Linked DNA regions of Hordeum vulgare: region 1 is linked to region 2. Evidence: chromatin contacts called from public Hi-C data. All regions are on one chromosome and are shown on one strand. The core of a region is the stretch at or near the end of the contact, and the rest is flanking DNA. Distances in the headings are between cores, read along the strand shown.

Region 1 (4,559 bases), core at 1,383-3,882, 650 kb after region 2:
AAAAGAAGTTGTGCTTTCATATATCCCTGACAATTATTAATTATTCTCTATCCTAATTTTAATGAATATGTGCCCTTTTCCATGAATTTCGTCGGTTACACCGAAACCCGTCTTGAAATATATGGAGGCAACATTGAATGACCAGCTCCGGCATCCATGTCGGCGGACTGCCCCGTGTTCACGGACGGATGTCGGAACAATTTTGGAGGCCATCTCCCTTCGGTTCTCACCGACTTTAGCCTACCTATGACATATGTTGTGAGTATTCACCGACATGGATTGTTATTAACTCTGAGTCCCACTCGATCAACATGTGGTGTCGTATCTGGAAGGGGCAAATTATGTTTTTATTAATTATCAAAATCCCATAAAAAGAAGTTGTGCTTTCATATATCCCTGACAATTATTAATTATTCTCTATCCTAATTTTAATGAATATGTACCCTTTTCCATGAATTTCGTCGGTTACACCGAAACCCGTCTTGAAATATATGGAGGCAACATTGAATGACCAGCTCCGGCATCCATGTCGGCGGACTGCCCCGTGTTCGCGGACGGATGTCGGAACAATTTTGGAGGCCATCGTTGTAGATGCTTTTAATTCTATATCTGCAACACACATAAACTTCCTGGAAAAAAGAAGATAGAAAAGATTACACTAATCGAATTGCAAATGCACTCAAGTAGTAGATTAGTCCTCCTCCCTTTTCACATTGCAGGTCTTCTTATCCGATTCAAAATCTTTTTCTACACATTAGCACAAGCCTTGTGAACTTTGAAAAAAACAAAATCAAGTCAAGGCATATAAAAACATTGAACGAGCTAGCATATCCGTGGATCGGTCCAACTCAGGCATCCAAGCCAGCTACTAGTTGCTAGCTACTCTGTTTTGAAAGCCATTGACGAGTTTCATTTTCGTGGAAAATCTGGTCCAGTGGGTAAAACAGAGCATCCAGCTGACGGGTGCCTTGGGTTTTAAGTTTAGGATTTTGCTCTGGCGTGGTGTGGTGTGGTCTGTGCGAGAGAGGTTGACCGCCAACCGATCCGGCGGTCAAAGGCCAGGATCCTCCTCCATTGCTCCCACTCTAGAAGGTGTTTTGACCCGAACCTGATAGGCCAGTTGACCCCTGCCGGTGGCGCAACTCGCAGGCACCCTGCTCCTTTCCTGCTGATGAAAAGCATGTCAGTCGCGTCAGTCATGTCCAGCTCTGGTTTGGTATGTCGATCCAAATAATTAATTATGCTGCTTGCGAGTATATAGGAGACCACTTGTTTCTGAGATGTTTTGCTCAGCCCAACCCAACCGAGAGGCAGCTTAACGTGGAGGAAATTTTTTTAGCGAGGCTGAACTGATGGAGTATGTATATTTATAATCGCCCCGTTATCCTGGATTATTATGAACACTGAGTCCCACTGGACCAACTTGTGGCGTGTATCTGGAAGGGGCTAGCTGTCCCATTGCTGCAACTGGAAGTAGACCTCTGCCATGCAGCCCTGCTGATGGGCGGCAAAATGGCCCCGACAGCTAAACGCAGCAAGTCCAGGCGGCAACTTGGGCACACCCAGCCGAGCCGTGCGATGGAAAGGGAAAGGCCGGGGAGGTCCGCACGAGCGCCACCACGTGGAAATCCGTGGTCGGATCCTGTAATAGTAGGTTTTAGCACCACGAAACGACCAGCTTCCCACGGCCGATCTGGGTACTTGGCAGCCATCGCCCGATCAGGACGGATCTATTCACCATTAATTTAATGAATGATGATATGCCGTAATCCCGACAGGAAAGCGGCGATCCAGCAGTTCTCGCAGGGATCCACCATGGATTGGAACGGGCAGCTTCCAGGAACACCAACTGTTCCAGTGCTGGGCGGGCGGCCAATGCCAAGCGGCGTTTCCAGCCGCAGAAATCGAGTTTTGCCGAAAGCCACCCGTTCACACCCGAGCAAGCGCAAAGCTGCCTCCGCTTGTTGGCGACGCCCTTCAAACTTCAGCTGCTCTTTTCCGGTTCGGGAAAAGTGGCCGCGATCAGCAAAACTTTTGACAGAGTAAACGTGATCATTTCTTCAGTTCCTGTAACCTTCGAGAGACCCACACAATGGCCCGTGGGCATGAGATTACTTAGAGGCTTGGAGCAGCGAGGTTTACCTGGTCTTGCCAGAACCAGGAACGTTTTCCGTTGGAACTTTTCAAAAGTGAGCAATTAGAATGAGAGTATATACGAGGTAAAAAAGTAGATGATGGACCAAGTTTACCATGAAACGAGTGAAAAGGCACTTTTGTAGCAAATCAGTCTGAAGTATAGTTCCACGCAAAAAAAAAGAGAGAATCTGAAGTACAGTTATTTTATCTCTGTGTGTGGGGGGGGGGTGCAAAATTTTGAGAGACATGACTGAAGAAAAATACAATTTTTTTTGGGTTTAGGAAAAACAAATGAAAAAGCAGAGCAAAAGTAAGCCCAATAGGTCTACAGAAAAAATCATTCAAACACACCCAATCTACGCGGTCCACAGACAAGCAGGCTGGGCCCATATATTATCCACACCAAAACTGCTCCATCCATACAGCCCATCGACCCGGCCTGTGCCGACCTCGAGGCCCGAAGAGATAAGGGAAGCGGGGTGTACCAGGAAATTTAGAAACCCAAAAATCGCACGGCCCGAAACAGCAAGGTCTAGCGCTCGCCTCTCTCCTCCTCGTCTTCGGCGGCGGCGATGCTCTCCGGCGACGTTCCCCCGAACCAGACCGTCTACTTCAAGAACCTCAACGAGAAGGTCAAGAAAGAAGGTATCCTTCACCCGGCCGCTTAGCGCCCCGCCGCACCCGCTGGCAAAGTCCCTCTCCTAAAACCCTAGCCTCCCGATCCAGGCTGTTAGCTCGTCCGCGCCTCGCTTTTCTGTTAGTAGGATCTCTGGTCTTGACTCTCGACAGACGAAACGTACATAGTGTTAAATGCTGGCCGTAGGAGCTGTGATTGAACTGCCCGATTTTGGTTTCGTTCCATGCTTTTGCTGGAACCCGTGTTTGGCGCAGTCCGTCTCATCCTTTTAGGAATGTCTCGCTCTCTGCAAGCTGCGTCAGAAAGCTTTGAAGGGGGACGAGAAATCTACAGTAGGACTTTGCGAAATTATTGCTTCCCTCTACAGAACATATTTGTAATCTCCAAGCGAGCATGGTCGTATCTGTCTCAAATCTAGTTTGCATAAACAATTGTTCTACTGTTGTAGGTTGTAGTATGCTAGTGATTTCGGTCCTTTCATGCTTTAACGTGTGTTGATCTTTCCTACAGAGCTGAAGAGATCACTCTATGCATTGTGCTCTCAGTATGGAAGAATAGTGGATGTTGTGGCCTTAAAAACTCATAAACTCAGGGGGCAAGCCTGGGTGGCATTCAGTGAAATTACAGCGGCCACCAATGCTTTCCGGGGCCTACAAGACTTCGATTTTTACGGCAAAAAAATGGTGAAACATCTCCACTTTAGTTTATAATAATGTCAAGGTGTTTTATTTTACATTTTATTCTCCGTGTTCTCTTCCGTGCATAAGAAGCACGGTGGGTATGTTTGGTCCGAGACAAGCATTTCTGATTATTAAGTGGGCAATTCAGTGTTCCTATATGGTTCTTAGATTTGCATTAGTAGTTTACCACAACAGTGCTCCATTCAAAGTATCCGCTGATAAATTTTTGTACAGTTATACCTTGAGTTTAAGTCTTGTGTTTTCTTTGTAATCTGCAGAGGCTTGACCATGTGTGCTAAGTTCTTTGCCTAACCGACAATCCGGCGTAGTTATGGCGACCATTTAGGTTGCCAGAAACACTATGTCACTCGCCTAAGTTCAGCTATGGCGAAATTATATTAACAGTTTGTGGAATAGTGTAGATAGACGATATATATTTGTTCTTCAAATGGTGCTAGCATACACTTCTTTCTTAGGTTATACATACTGGTACACTCTTTCAACTATCATATATCCGGATGTTCTCTGACTAAATGTTGAAACACATGATCTTTATCTATCTAGTTATTACTCCTATTTGTATCTATTGTTTTAACCTGTAAGTGAAATTGTGCCACATTAACACACAAACAAAATCAGTCTTAACAGTACTGCCTCATCATGTACCATGGTTGACAACTTACCTTTTCCCCTTCCCTTGTGCAGCGGGTACAATATGCAAAAACAAAGTCTGACTGTTTTGCCAAAGCAGATGGTTCTTATGCTCCTAAAGAGAAAAGGAAGAAGCAAGAGGAGAAAGGTATTTCTAATTGTAGATTTCACTTATGTTTTGGTCTACACTCTACACTGCAACTGCCCGTTGAGATGATAGCCTAGCAGCAATCCTAGTTCTATATGTTGGGTTAGTATATATCAGGGGAGCCAAAATGATGATAACTTCTACACCAATGTGCATATTAGCTTGCTTTTCTGTTCTCGAAATCAGAGCCTGCCCTGTTAGAACATTTAACTACTCGTATGGAGATTGACTCTGCTTTATTTAACCTTTTAAGAAAAACTATAATTGCCCATTGAATCATGTAGTCTACTTTCAGCTATGATGTATG
Region 2 (4,674 bases), core at 1,671-4,170:
TTAGTACTTAGTCAAACTTTTTAAAATTTGACCAACTTTATAGAAAATAGCAACATATATGGCATGAAAATGATATATTTAGAAACGTCACGTAAAGACAAATCTATTGATACTAATTTAATGTCATAAATGTTAGCACTTTTTTAATAAAGTTAGTCAAAGTTTAACTAGTTTGACTGGCCGAAAAGAAAAAAAGTACACTTATTACCGGACGGAGGGAGTATGTATGTTACTCCCTCCATCACGGTTTAGAAGACACGCTTGGAAAATCTCTGGAACCAAGGTAGTCACCTATTGGTTGTGAGATGTAGCAGGTGTAGATGCTAATGCGCCTAATCAACTGAGAAAATACTAGTAGTACTAATGCGTGAGCAGCAAATTGGAAGGGCGTATGCATAAGTAGTACTAGTACTAATTAATAAGAGTAATTGCTTTCGTGCCTTAAATTTTATCTATTTTGAAAACGCATGTAAGTTTAACCGTGCCTTCTAAGAGGGTGCTTGGATCCAAGGGACTAACACTAGTCTGACTAAAAATAAGTTTCAAGCACCCCTGACTAAAAAGAGGCTAAAACTAGTCTTGAGGCTAAAATCTTTTAGTCAGTGGTACCCCTACTAAAATGTGGATTAGTCCTCTCTCTCTCCTCATTTAACTCCTCTCTTTTAACACATGCGAGTTTTTGATTGGAGGGTTTGAAGGATAATAAATGCTCATTTATTTGATTTTAGTTTCTTTAGTATTTGGATCCAAGCATGGGTGAGGCTAACAAGTTTTAGTCCCACTACTTTTAGTCATGAGACTAAAACGTATCCAAACATTCTCTAAACCGTGACGGAGGAAGTAGAGTACTATGTTACTCTCTATTATGAGTAGTGTAAGCAAATGCTCCGAGAGCTATCCATGCATTTTTCTTCGTTGCAACGCACGAACATCTTTACTATGAAAACCAAAGAACGGATGTTTGATTGTACATTTAAAATAAATTTTATGTCAACGCTATTTATATTCGATGCCAACATTTGTTATTTATATGCGATAATGGTTTGTGTGATCGACGCGCATGATTTTGCATGGATTTAAGAGTCCGAACTTAAGATATATGAACGGGGGAACGAAATATCCAAATGCGTTCTCGGATATATAGGAGGCCGAATTTATCTAGTCTTTGTAGATGGTTTTGATACCCAAATATCTATATCAGTACCTTGTTTAAAAAAATATTTTTATCAGTACAAGAGCAGAGTTGACGTGGCAAATTAGAGTCCAGATCAGATCATGTTGATTATCCACACGGACACGGTGAAGGTGAGCGCTGGCGAGGTGAAAGGCCAAAGGTAAGCAAAGAACGAAAGCGGGCTAGTGGGTGGTTTGATTTGTGCTACTGCCACGCTGAGATGGATGTCTACTTGGCTACTTGCGTGGTAAGAAGAGGAAGAACAGTCAAAGAACTACTTTGACTACTGTTTGTACATTTGGCTGTAAGCAAATGCTCCGAGAGCTATCCATGCATGCCCAGACGTGGTGCTCGTCTAACTGGAGTTGTAGTATACCCATTCTCCGCCTGAGGCCTCGTTTGGCACGAAGAGATTTAACAGGTTTTGAGAGGAAAATCCTTGAAAGGGTCAAAAACCCCACAAAACCTCGGACGTTTATTTGATAAGAGGGGTTTGCTTAACCGAATCCCTTCCGTTTCCCTTTAATCCCTTTCTATTAATGTGTTTCAGGATCTTTTTCAGAGACTGATGGAAGCAAAACCCCAAAGGTTTAAAAGAATTGGGTGAAAGAAAGGGATTCACCAAATCTCCTTAAATCCCCTCCTCTTCAAACCTCCCAAATTCACTTCTACCAAACAAAGCCTGAAGATTTTGCTGCATCATGAGCACGCACCAACCAACCAATGTATCGAACTCGGTGCTTTTAATACTCTTTTGCTCCTCCTCCTTTCCTCCAACAGAATTCATTATTCCCTGGTGCGGTGATACTGCCGGTACGTGCTCTCGGCCAGTCCGGTGGCGACTGACGTCTCTGCCCGGGCCTCCCCCGATTGCCACGCCCCCGGCAGACGACAAACCATGCTGCCTAAAAGACGCCGCATTATTGCGAGTATTGTACTGCTCCTACTGTGCCATGCCGTAGTACAGTACGTATCATGCATGCATGCCAGAGCGTACGTGCGTGCGTATACCCCCTACTCAAGATGCAAGCGCAGGGATTGGATTGGATCGGATCGGATCGGATCGGATCGGACTGATGGGTGCAAATGGTGCCGCGCGCACGGTACTACCAGACACAGGACACGCGCGCGAGCGATCACCCATCCTTCGAAAAAGGATCACTTTCCTCGGTCCTTCCCTGAGACACCGACCTCTGCTCGTGGCTACCGAGCGAGCGACAGCTACCACGAAGTTCACCGCCCCGGAGGCGGGGCCTCTGCCTTCTGACAAGTGACGGCTCACGGAGTATTTGTTTGCATTTTGTGCGCGGTGATTTTGTTTTCTTTCAAGGCAGCAAGCAAGGCTCACCATTTTATTTTGTTATTTCTCCACCGTCGAAGCTTGTACCCGCAGATTGTTACGCAACAGTGGTTGTTGTACAACATTATGGATAATGGATTACAACTGGCCAACTATTGCAGTCTTGTCCAATGGTCCTCTGGAGTCTGGACTCCACAATGAAGTACTCCATCGCACCCAGACACGGACTTCACGCAGCTAGCGTTTGCACCCTATCTTGCACTAAGCCGGAAAAAAACCACGCATGTTACGGTTCCTAAAACTTGGCCACGACGACAGAAGTTAGCATGACAGAGAGTCGCTAATAGCCACGCTTCAAAAACGCGCCCCAGGATAGGCTAGCAGTAGCAGCGCGCGCGGCCTATAAAAGCTGCTCCGCGCGCCGCTAAACCCTTCACCCCTCTCTCCCGCTTCCACCTCCAAGCTCTCAATCACAATCCATCGCCTCGCTTCTCAACAGGCTTCTTCCTCTTCTTGAAGCGGCGGAGACCGGAGCCTACGCGGGGGCTTCGCGGCAGGAGCTGGCTAACCATCAGCAGCCCCACGCGGCGGCGCCGGCGCCGCACGACACGGACGCGGAGCTGGCCGGCGGTGGGGAGACGGAGGAGCAGCGCGGCAAGTTCCTCGTGCTGCGCCTCTACGAGGCGCTCAACGCCCGCGACGCGCGCCGGGCGCAGGACCTGCTGGCCCCGGACCTCGAGTGGTGGTTCCATGGCCCGCCCGCGCACCAGCACATGATGCGCCTCCTCACCGGCGCCGGCACCAACGACGAGTTCAGGTTCTGCCCTCGCTCCGTCGACGCCTTCGGCTCCACCGTCGTCGCCGAGGGGAGCGCCGACGGCGCCGGCCAGCTCCTCTACTGGGTGCACGCCTGGACCGTCGGGCCCGATGGGGTGATCACCCAGCTCAGGGAGTACTTCAACACCGACCTCACCGTCACACGCCTCTCCGCCGCGGCGGCCACCAAGAACGCCAGCGCGAGCTCTCCTACCCACTCCTCATCTTCTTCTACCTCTTCCTCCCCCTCCTCGTCTACGTCCTCGGGCCTCTCCTCGCCGGCGCACACACCCAAGTGGCCCAAGTGCTTGTGGCAGAGCCGCCGCACCGACCGCGCGCGCAAGTCGCTGCCGGGCCTCGTCCTCGCCATCTAAGAACAGAGCCTACCATTGAGTAAGCTGCAAGTTAAGGTCTTGGCGTATGGGCTGCTGAACTCAACTGCCTGCGACCTGCGTGCGAGTAGAGTAATCAGGGATCCCACACTTCCACCACAACCACTATCGCTTTGCGTGCTTGATTACCAGTGTGATTTATTTGGTCTAAATCATGGATTATGATGTGTACTACTACTGCGGCAATGGCTTGCTATTGCGGCTGAATAAAAGTATAATGTATTGGACCCTTAAGCAATGTGTGATGAGTCACCTCCATTTCTTTTTTTCTGTCTTTCCTGTTTCCTTGGTGCCATGAGTGACCGGTCCGGTCTTCAAATGAAGCGAGTGACTCCTGTTTAATTTTATTTCACCACAGATTGAAAACTAATTGAGTCAGCAATTGTTGTTTCCGTAAGAGTGGCACCTCTCATGTATTCTTGGCAAAAAATGCATACGTTGGGGACAAATCAAAGCATGCACGAAAACAAAAGTCTGGATAAACCGAGTACACGGATGCAGAGATTCATACCAGAGTAACGGAAAGTCTCCCGCATCCCGGCGGGAAAAGTTCAGGGTGTTGCTTTCAACGTAGCACACACCAAACAAATCCTTGATGTGAAGTTTGCTGGATTCCCGATGGCACTTGAGGAACACAACAAGTCTGGAATTTCCTCTTTTCTTTTCCAACTGAACTGTCCGTTTCCAATTATTTCTGACGTGTAAAAGGTGGTTGACCCACAAAAAAAAAAAAAACGTCTGGGTTTTCGTTTTGGATCTTCTTCTTTTCTTTTCCTGGGGCCTTGCCTTTGCTTGCAAACTGGGGCATCTGAACTTGCTGTTGGAGAGCACTTCAGGCTTTCAGCACCTTTAGTATAAAGGAGCAGACTTAAGAAAATCCAACAAGTTATACTTTACTTCATCTGAGAAAAGTTCAGGATTTCACTGGCCACACCAGACGCACATAAGCTTTTTGATCTTCGGCTGTGTGATGTGCGTGACAGCATGCCATC

The links. Hi-C and Micro-C count contacts between places; a contact is called where the count stands out from the background.
Region 1: a contact with region 2 is called in a Hi-C map of seedling, with 4 times the contacts expected there. The contact joins the promoter of LOC123448868 here to the promoter of LOC123446576 in region 2. A contact is called at or near these places in 3 of 6 Hi-C or Micro-C datasets (leaf and seedling).

The regions. Positions count from the first base shown.
Region 1 is chr4H:441,579,698-441,584,256 of MorexV3_pseudomolecules_assembly, forward strand. LOC123448868 (U2 small nuclear ribonucleoprotein B''-like) reads left to right here and starts at 2,633. Exons shown (of 5, transcript XM_045125896.1): 1 at 2,633-2,781; 2 at 3,284-3,456; 3 at 4,159-4,252. The coding sequence starts at 2,709.
Region 2 is chr4H:440,930,654-440,935,327 of MorexV3_pseudomolecules_assembly, forward strand. LOC123446576 (senescence associated gene 20-like) reads left to right here and starts at 2,921. Exons shown (of 1, transcript XM_045123152.1): 1 at 2,921-3,916. The coding sequence starts at 3,248. The coding sequence ends at 3,664.